2 separate regions of the Mus musculus genome follow, and region 1 is linked to region 2. Evidence: chromatin contacts called from public Hi-C data. All regions are on one chromosome and are shown on one strand. Each heading gives the region's core, a stretch centred on a gene start, on an enhancer-like site or on the middle of the called end of the contact. The rest is flanking DNA. Distances are from core to core; before and after follow the strand shown.

The links. A called contact is a pair of places that touch in the nucleus more often than the background predicts.
Region 1: a Hi-C map of B cells shows a contact between it and region 2, with 14 read pairs. The contact joins two enhancer-like sites. A contact is called at or near these places in 4 of 39 promoter capture datasets (embryonic stem cells, liver and pre-B cells), 1 of 484 Hi-C or Micro-C datasets (B cells) and 2 of 9 other capture datasets (embryonic stem cells and liver).

The regions. Positions count from the first base shown.
Region 1 is chr2:62,439,657-62,444,121 of GRCm38.p6, reverse strand. No RefSeq gene overlaps it. Among named protein-coding and RNA genes, the nearest start is that of Gm13561, 13 kb to the left of the region's middle. Within about 2 kb of position 2,876, at least 112 of the 459 cell types and tissues checked have an H3K27ac peak or open chromatin away from gene starts, as enhancers often do. A contact at or near this core is called in B cells, where this site is marked.
Region 2 is chr2:61,580,916-61,585,485 of GRCm38.p6, reverse strand. It overlaps a transcript of Tank not described here. Among named protein-coding and RNA genes, the nearest start is that of Tank, 9.9 kb to the left of the region's middle. Within about 2 kb of position 2,740, at least 21 of the 459 cell types and tissues checked have an H3K27ac peak or open chromatin away from gene starts, as enhancers often do. A contact at or near this core is called in B cells, where this site is marked.

The DNA.
Region 1 (4,465 bases), core at 1,627-4,126, 860 kb before region 2:
CAATACCTAAAATCACTGTTGGAAGGAATAATAGTGTGTGGTCTAAAAGAAATGGTCCCTCCCAGACTCCTGTGTTTGAATGCTTTGCCCATAGGGAATAGCACATTAGGAGATGTGGCCTTGTTGGAGGATGTGTGTCACTGTGGAAGTTGGCTTTGAGGTCTCCGATGTTCAAGCTAACTATGCCCAATGTGACACACAGTCTCTTTCTGCTACCTGCAGATCAATATGTAGAACTCTCAGCTCCTTCTCTAGCATTATATCTGCTTGCACGTTGCCATGTTTCCCACTATGACAATAATGAACTTAACTTCTGAAAGTGTAGGCCAGCCCCAATTAAACGTTTCCCTTTATAAGAGTTGCTGTGGTCATGGTATCTCTTCACCGCAAGGGAACCTTAACTAAGACAAGTAGTCTTATATAACCAAATACTAGGCAGCAGTTTAAGAACAACAACAACAAACCAAACAAACCCTCTGCTTCAAAAGGCCTTTTAAAGTGTAAAGGGTTTAGTCAGAACACAGAGGACAAACCAAAATACTGTATGTTTATAGCCAATACTGTTTTTCTTAAACACACACATATGAATATACATGTTCATATTCATACAAACTCATGTACACAAGACTAGAAAGAACCTTATTAATATGACCAAAATTGTTTTTTCTTCTTTATGCCTTTCCAGATTTACTGTAATCAACATGCATCGTCTTATTATTTTGCCTCTTGCCTATATAATGAACACCCCTGCAAGGGAAATGAGAAGCTAATCTGTATACTCATGTCTGCCCCTCCCCCCACATACACACACTGGCAATGCTCTGACATAGGTAATTTTTAACATTTCTAACAAAGTTGTATGACCAGCAACGTTTCATCCCTGCAATAGCCCTGGAACACCAACATTTATTTTTGTGGTTTGGCTTTGCTTAGTTTTTGAGACAAGGTCTCACAGGGTAGCCTGGCAGACCTAGAAGTCACTATGTAGGGGAGGCTGACTTTGAACTAACTGAGATCCACATGTTTCTACATGCCAAATGCTGAGATGAAAGACCTATGTTCTGATAGCTCACTTAGCACTAAAAATTGTCCTAGTCTCCTCAGATGTTAAAACAAAGAAAGGTGAAAGAGTAAATATGACTAAACTCTTTATCACGCCTTATTTGAAAGTGAGAGTTTAGGCCGTCCATTGGAAAATGCAATATTTTTAAGCAGTGGCAGGCATAAAATGCTTTCCTGTTTTACAAGTACATTAAATGGGAAGAGAAAGTACTTCACCAGGAAGAGTGTAGAGTAGGGGCCAGAAATAGATGTTTAATGACCTCTGTAGTAACAGGAGGAACAATGAACATGGGCCCTGTGGCTGAACCTCATTTCTATGTCATAGACAATAGAATATAGTATAGATCACGACCTTAACTCAAGCCATTCACTTTGCTTTTCAGGTGGAGTTTAAAGTATTTAACCATATAGTTCACAATACTGCCTTTTAATCCCTCTCCCTTTCTTGAGATGTCTGGTATTCGTTCACTCGGCAGCGGCGTCCTTTCTTCTTTTCTTCTCCAGAAATACTCTTCTTAACAGGACACACACCTGGAATAAGGCAGAACACTGCCCCGCTGAAGCCATGGAAGTCGACGGCCAGCAATGATTTTAAGTGGAGGTACTGGAGTCACTCCCGGGAAACATCTAAAAAACGGCATCAGCAGTTTCTTTCTCTGTTCCTTCGTACAGCAATAATGTAGATGATTTGACTAGAGCTGAAACACCTATTTTGGTCCCCGAGAGACGGCACCAATAGTGATGGAAGAAAGCGAGGGGCTCATACCAAATGCTGTTGGCCATGCAACTTCCTTCGCAGTTATTAACACTGCCTATGCCCGCTCATCCTGCGCGTGCGCATGTGCATGCATGTGTTTTGAAAACAATGCTCTGTGTTGAGTCAGGGACTGTTATTCAGATATTGTTCTACAGCTAGAAGCCAAATATAATCTCACCTGATTAAAATACAAGTCTCTCTTGTGTTATATGCCTCAAGCGTTTCTGTTTCTAAAATTCCTGGAAAACCTCTCTGCTTGTACGCTCTAAAGCAGTGGTCTGAACCTTCCTAATGCTGTGACCTTTTTATAGTTTCTCATGTGGTGGTGACCCCCAACCATAAGATGATTCCTTTGCTACTTCATAACTGTAATTCTGCCACTGTTATCCCCCCCCCCTCTTCCCTCCCTATCCTTGACCTCTAGCTTCTATTTCTCATTGTCTAAACTCTAAAGTACCCCCCCCCCCTTACAACGTGTGTGCCATAGCAGAACCTCTTTGGAAACTAAGAGAAGTAGTCAATATCCTTTAGGACGAAAAGGGCAAGGGAGAAAAACCCAATTGGAAAGCTCATGTGCTATCGTTTTTCTATGTAGCCTAACTCACAGTTTTCACAAGCCTTGAATCCAGGGCAGGAGTTTAGTATGACAGTGATCCTTCTTGCTTGGCAGGTCAGCATTAAGGAAGAATTCTCTTGAATTTGATCCCCTTGACTATTCCAGAGTACTAGATAGCCAGGCACTGCCTTAAAAGAGAGCCTGTTAGTTGAGACTGTTATTTTAGGGAACTGAAAGCAAGAAATGGTCTCTAGCTAAGCCTCTTGGAGATATTCTGCCATGGTTTCTGGGTGGGGCACAGCAGTAAGAGGCTCAGTAGAGACGATGTTGAGAGGAGGACCAGATGTGTGTGCACTTGATGAGCGTTGGCTGAGGACTGTGCAGTAGCCTGTAGCTCTGCCCTCTGTGGATCAGAGAACTGGAAAGCTCTGAGCACATGGCTAAAGGATGGCTTGGCCTCACAGGCTGCCTGCAGGCTGGGTGGAGCTTGCTGCTGGGAGGAGTACCTGCTGCTGGGTGGAGCTTGCTGCTGGCTGTACTACTCCCAGAAGATCAGCTGTTTCCTGTAGGTTTGTCTCTCCCAAGGTGGTTTCCTGCTCAACAGGATGTGAAAGCGGAGAGACCAGCAAGCACAGTATGATTCCTTCCGGTCAGTATCCCCACCACTGATCCTAGAGCTTTGTCCGCATCCTCGATCCTCCACTACACTCCGGGAACACCGAAGCTCACAGATAGAGGCTTCCGTATTAACTCACAACTTGCTGAGAGCTCAGAGCTGATTAGGACCAACAGCAAAAGCGGGAGGGGGTGGGGGTGGGGATAGAGGTGGGGGTTGGGGGGGAAGGACAACGAAATCTGAAGGCAGATTTAGCTCTGATGGTGGCAACAAACTTTGGCCAAGTCCTTAGCCGACTGTATAACCAATTGTTAAGGCACGATAGACACAAGCCCAAAACTCACGCTACACACATCCCAACCCAGATTACCAGAAACTTCTCCAAGTCTGTTCCTAGAACAAAACAAAAACAAAAACAAAACAAGCAAAAAACAAAACAAAACTGCTTTAAAAACCCCAATCTATTAGCATTATTTTTATTTTATTTTCTCATTTTTACCTTTGATGTTCGCATTTTAATTCCTCTTTTTATTTCTACTTAATTTTATTTGCATGTTTTTCTTTAGTTTGGAATCTTTTATTTTGTTTTCTTTGTTCGTTTTTTTTTTCCTCTTGTATTTCTTTATTTTACTGTTATTACCTTTACTAATGACCGCTTTTCATAGTGGTTTTTTTTTTCCTATTACTTTTTCTGCTTCCTTTTCTATGATTACTGAAGGTGAACTAGAGTGTTGATTGGTTTTTATTGTGTTTCTCTATCGGGTTTGTTTGATGGTGTTGCTGTTACAGTAGCTTGCTTTCGTCCCTGAGTGTTGTTATAGATTGGGTTTTTTGGCTGCTCACCAAAAAATTCAGTGTAAGGTGTTTCCAGGAGACTGAACCAGGCAGAAGACTCTGAGAGTACTGGGAATCGATGATAAGATTAAGAATTTTATAGTCAAGAAACAATACAGAAAAATTTCAGTCAAGACCTTTGGAGCATAACTAGGGGCTTCAAATCTCTTAGATGTGAGGGGTAGGGGATGGATGTGGAAGAAAAAAATGCTAGGAAACTCAATCAGTGACATAATAGCAGAAAATTTTCCACATCTAGGGAAGGAAATGGATGTCCAAATGTAGGACTCTAGATCCCCAAATACACATAGCTAGAAAAGAATCTCTCCATATCACATCATGCCTAAAGTATAAAGCTACAGAAGGCAGAAAGAAAACTGGGAATATTTCCTCAGATTAGCTGCTGAATTCTTCCAGAAGTAAATGAAAAATGCCACATCCCTCAAACCATCCTATAGAATAGACAGGGAAAGAACACTCCCCAACGCATTCTGATGGAAAGGCCCTGAGGCATTAGCACAACTGACTCCATGTTGGAATCACCACTGTGACCTTAGAACCAAGAAGGTCACTAGACCACCTTTCCTTCATTCTATGCTCCATTTTTGTTCCAGACAGGAACAATTTCTTTCAGACAGGA
Region 2 (4,570 bases), core at 1,491-3,990:
AATTAGTGATCAAGGGGGAAAGGCCCCTTGTGGGTGGAACCATCTCTGGGCTGGTAGTCTTGTGTTCTATAAGAGAGCAGGCTGAGCAAGCCAGGTGAGGCAAGCCAGTACAGAACATCCCTCCATGGCCTCTGCATCAGCTCCTGCTTTCTGACCTGCTTGAGTTCCAGTCCTGACTTCCTTTGGCGATGAACAGCAGCATGGAAGTGTAAGCCAAATAAACCCTTTCCTCCCCAACTTGCTTCTTGGTCATGATGTTTGTGCAGGAATAGAAACCCTGACTAAGACAATCCTCAATGCAAACAAGAAGTTATTGAGAAGGATGTTGACCAGGCAAGCTACCATTTGAGTTGAATTACCCATTGGCACCGAATAGCATCTACGAACATAAAGTAATTCTTTGATACTGAGGAGGAAATATCTTACATCATTGTGCTGTGAGCTTTATTTTGCATTTGAACTTCTAAAGTTAAGTTAGGATAATTGGTTCTCACATATGATATCTCCTGAAAAAAAGCTAATGGGTTGAATTTTGGAAATTCTTCTTAAAACAGACTAATCGTGTTTTTATTGAATTTTAAAGTTGCCTTATTTAATTTGACATTAAAGCAAAATTAAAAGATAGCTGAGTTTTTCTCGTGAACTTTGAATGTCAAAGCCATCTTCTCTAAACTGATCCTCAACCAAATATTTAGTAATATTTTAACTTAACTAGGCCTTCTATTGTGAATTCATGAAATGATTACTAAACCTTTAAAGATTGTTTTCTTTCAATGAAGAAATATTTCAACTTCTCTATAAGAATCCAGATAGGTAATACCTAAGCTTTTCTTTGCCAGTAACTCAGAGATATTATTTCTATTTACTTTACAAATTTCTCAGTGCAAACTAGACAAATTCTATCAGATCTGAGCAGCTTCAACTTCTTGCCCTGCCTGAGGTTGACAGGGTTTCTTCGTTGTCTGTACTCTTGATTACGTGCCATTTGTTTATTTTGTAACTTTAAAACTTATTGTAACTTTGCTAGCCATTCACTTTTATGCTAGACTTCATTTCTAAATATAATCTCACTTGAATTAGTGAAAGTGATTATGGCATAAGACTGTACCATGGGTTAAAAAAAAGTAATGTTCATTGGAGGGTTTTTATTATTTTGGTTTTGGTTTTGTTTTTTTAAGTGGCATGATTCATCCATTCTTAAGCCTGGGTATTTTTACTTTGGACTTAAAAAAAAAAAGAAATACATTATAAAGAATGCATTCATTAAGTGGCACGTCTTATTAGTGATTACCTTAAAAATAGATAGAAAGCAGAGCTTGGACAATGAAAAATCCAACATAAGCAAAGATTAAACTATGCTATCTAGAGGAGGCTTACTTCAGATGAAAAGGCACTCATCAATGAAAGTGAAAGATGTGGACTGGAGAGATGGCTCGGCATATAAAGAGTTTGCCATGCGAGTATGAGGCTCAAAGTTTGAATCCTCAGAGCTGTATAGTCCAGATGCTGTAGCACATGTCTATAATATCAACATCTTTATGGGGAGATGGGAGACAGAGAGAGACGAATCCCTGGAAACCAGGGGCCCTGTAACTTGGCCTATGCAGTGGGAAAGAAACAAAACTAAGAGCACCTTTCTCAAAGATGGAAGAAGCTGAGAACCACTGGCATGTGAGGGTGACCTCTGACCTCCACAGGTGCACCATGATGTACATGCACGTGAATTCACACATGGAAATGCTTACACACACCCAAGCATATATATGCTGTACAAAAACACACAAAGATAAAATAATAACGATAAAAGATGAAAAAATATTTCTGAGTTCAGTAATCAAAAGAGAGATGGGTGACTGTACTAATATTAGACAGAATATGTGTTGAATAAAAAACCCTCCATAGGAGACAAACAATAAGAATACACATACAACCGGGTGATGGTGGTGCATGCCTTTAATCCCAGCACTTGGGAGGCAAAGGCAGGCTGATTTCTGAGTTCGAGGCCAGCCTGGTCTACAGAGTGAGTTTCAGGACAGCCAACGCTATACAGAGAAACCCTGTCTCAAAAAAACCAAACCAAACCAAACCAAACCAAACCAACCAAACAAACAAATAAACAACAAAAAACAACAACAACAACAAAAAAAAAACCTATACATATACATTTATAAAAACATTCACCAAGAAGATATAACAATTATACATATAAACAGAAAAGAGAGCCCTAAAGAAATTTGAAAAGCACATTTACACAACTGAAAAGGGAAATAGACTACAACAATCCTTGGAGATTTCATTACGCCACATTTGATGACAAGCAGAAAAACAGAGCATAGGGAAATGGCAACTGAAACAGTACTGTGAGCCAACTGGGCCAACCCCGAGTCAACCGAGCACTGTGCCAAAAGGAAGCAGAACACACTCTCCTCAAGTGGACAAGGACTCTTCTCCAGGATAGACCCAATGCTGCCCCTTCCAAAGTCTCACTGTATTTCAGAAAACCGAAGTCATATGAAATACTTTCTTCAACTAAGATAGAAAGAAGATGGAAGTCAATAATCCAAGGAAAACTGGAAAAGACACAGATCTGTGAAGATGAACACATTCTAAAGCAACCAGTGAGCCAGAAAAGAAATCACAAAACAAAGAAGATTTTCTTAGAGGTTAGTGAAAGCAACATTGCAACACATGAAAGGCCAGGTAGCTTTAAAAAGGCGCTCAGTGAACCATGAATACAAGTTAACATCCTCATTAAGAAGAAAACCAGAGGGGGATGAGATAGCTCAGTGTCTATAAAGACACTCATCACTAAGTCTGACCACAGATAAGGTGGGAGGAAAAAGCAGACATGCTCTAGGTATGTCTGATCATCACACCCAGTAAATATATAAATGTGATCTAGACAAAAAAGAAAGAAAGAAAGAAAGAAAGAAAGAAAGAAAGAAAGAAAGAAAGAAAGAAAGAAAGAAAGGAAGAGAGAAAGAAAGAAAGAAAGAAAGAAAAGAAGAAAAGAAGAAAAGAGAAGAGAAGAGAAGAGAAGAGAAGAGAAGAGAAGAGAAGAGAAGAGAAGAGAAGAGAAGAGAAGAGAAGAGAAGAGAAGAGAAAGGAAAGGAAAACTTTCGGATGGGGAGCTAGCTCTGCTGATAAAGCACTTCCTTACAAGCCTGGGAACCCAAGTTGATCTCCAGAGCTCATGTAAACAAATAAGAAGGCATGGTGATGGGGCTCTTGTAATTCCATTGCTAGAGAATCAGAATAAGGTGAGACCCTGTATACTCCAAAGAACTAGAAAAAGACAAACGAGTTATCAGGGGAAAGGGCCTAACAGGCACTACAGGAGAGATAAGCCAAATAAATAATAAAAACTTCTAAAGACTTAATAAAATAAAAAGATCTAGATTTGTTATATCTATGCTAACGTCAATAGCAGTGACACTGGGTTAAAGGCAGGAAGTAGGATGACATACAAGATATATATATATATATACATATATATATGCATATATACACACACACACATATATATATACAATGTATATATTGTCTATAGTACATATAATACCTATATTATCTATAATAGTTCTTGCTTAATTTTTTTAATCTAAAATGGTTCTAAACAAAGTTTACTGGCCTAAATAGCTTCCAGGTTAAAGAGAAAATAAAACTGCAGTTAAAACCGGTAAAGTTGCATCCTGAGCTTGTATGCGGTCCTGGGGGTCGGTCCTCAGCACTCCCCACTCCCACCCATGCACCCAAAGCCAAACCAAACAGCCCTGCTGAAACTATGGAGCTATGTTACTGTAATAGTGACATATAAACATTTATCAGTTGTAGTTAAAGTGGCCCTAAAAGTTCTATAGTCTTAAATATTATTAGGAAACAGTAAAGGGTTGAAAATATATAAACTTAAACACTCAAATCAGCAACTGAGAAGAGTAAAATAATCTTTAAAATATCTCTCAAATATTAGCAAAGATAAAACCAAAAGATATTTTGTATACAGCTAAGTATAAAATGTCACATCCAAGGGGTTAGTTCCGTGATATCCACCAATCAAGAAAAAGAGAGAGAGAGAGAGAATACAAATATAAAACAGTGAGCACCAGAAAGGATTATCTATGCAGTTATAGAAATGATTTTTAAAAGTATAGGATATCATGTGCGTCTATATGTTTAAAAAAATTGAACAGAAGAATTGTTTTAAAATTGTTTTCAAACAAAACCTAAGCTATGTTTAAAAAAAATCATTAAATTTATATCAATCAACAACAATAGAAGATATTGGGAAAATATTTTAAAGAACTATCTGTAGACAGGGATGCCAAGGTCGAGGCTTTGGATTGATTCCTTAAACATGTCAGGGAACAGACCACGTACATGATACGTGTTAGCATTTAGAATGTCTTGGCCTTTTCCTCATTTTCCTTTCCGAAACTAAACCTTGGTAGACAAACTCGTTACTGATAGGTGCCCTAAAATGAAAATCTAAATGAATTTGCCTTCTGTGTATGAGTGCAAAAATTCTCAGCAAACCACAAACGTTTGCTTTTCAGTATATGTTTTCTTAATG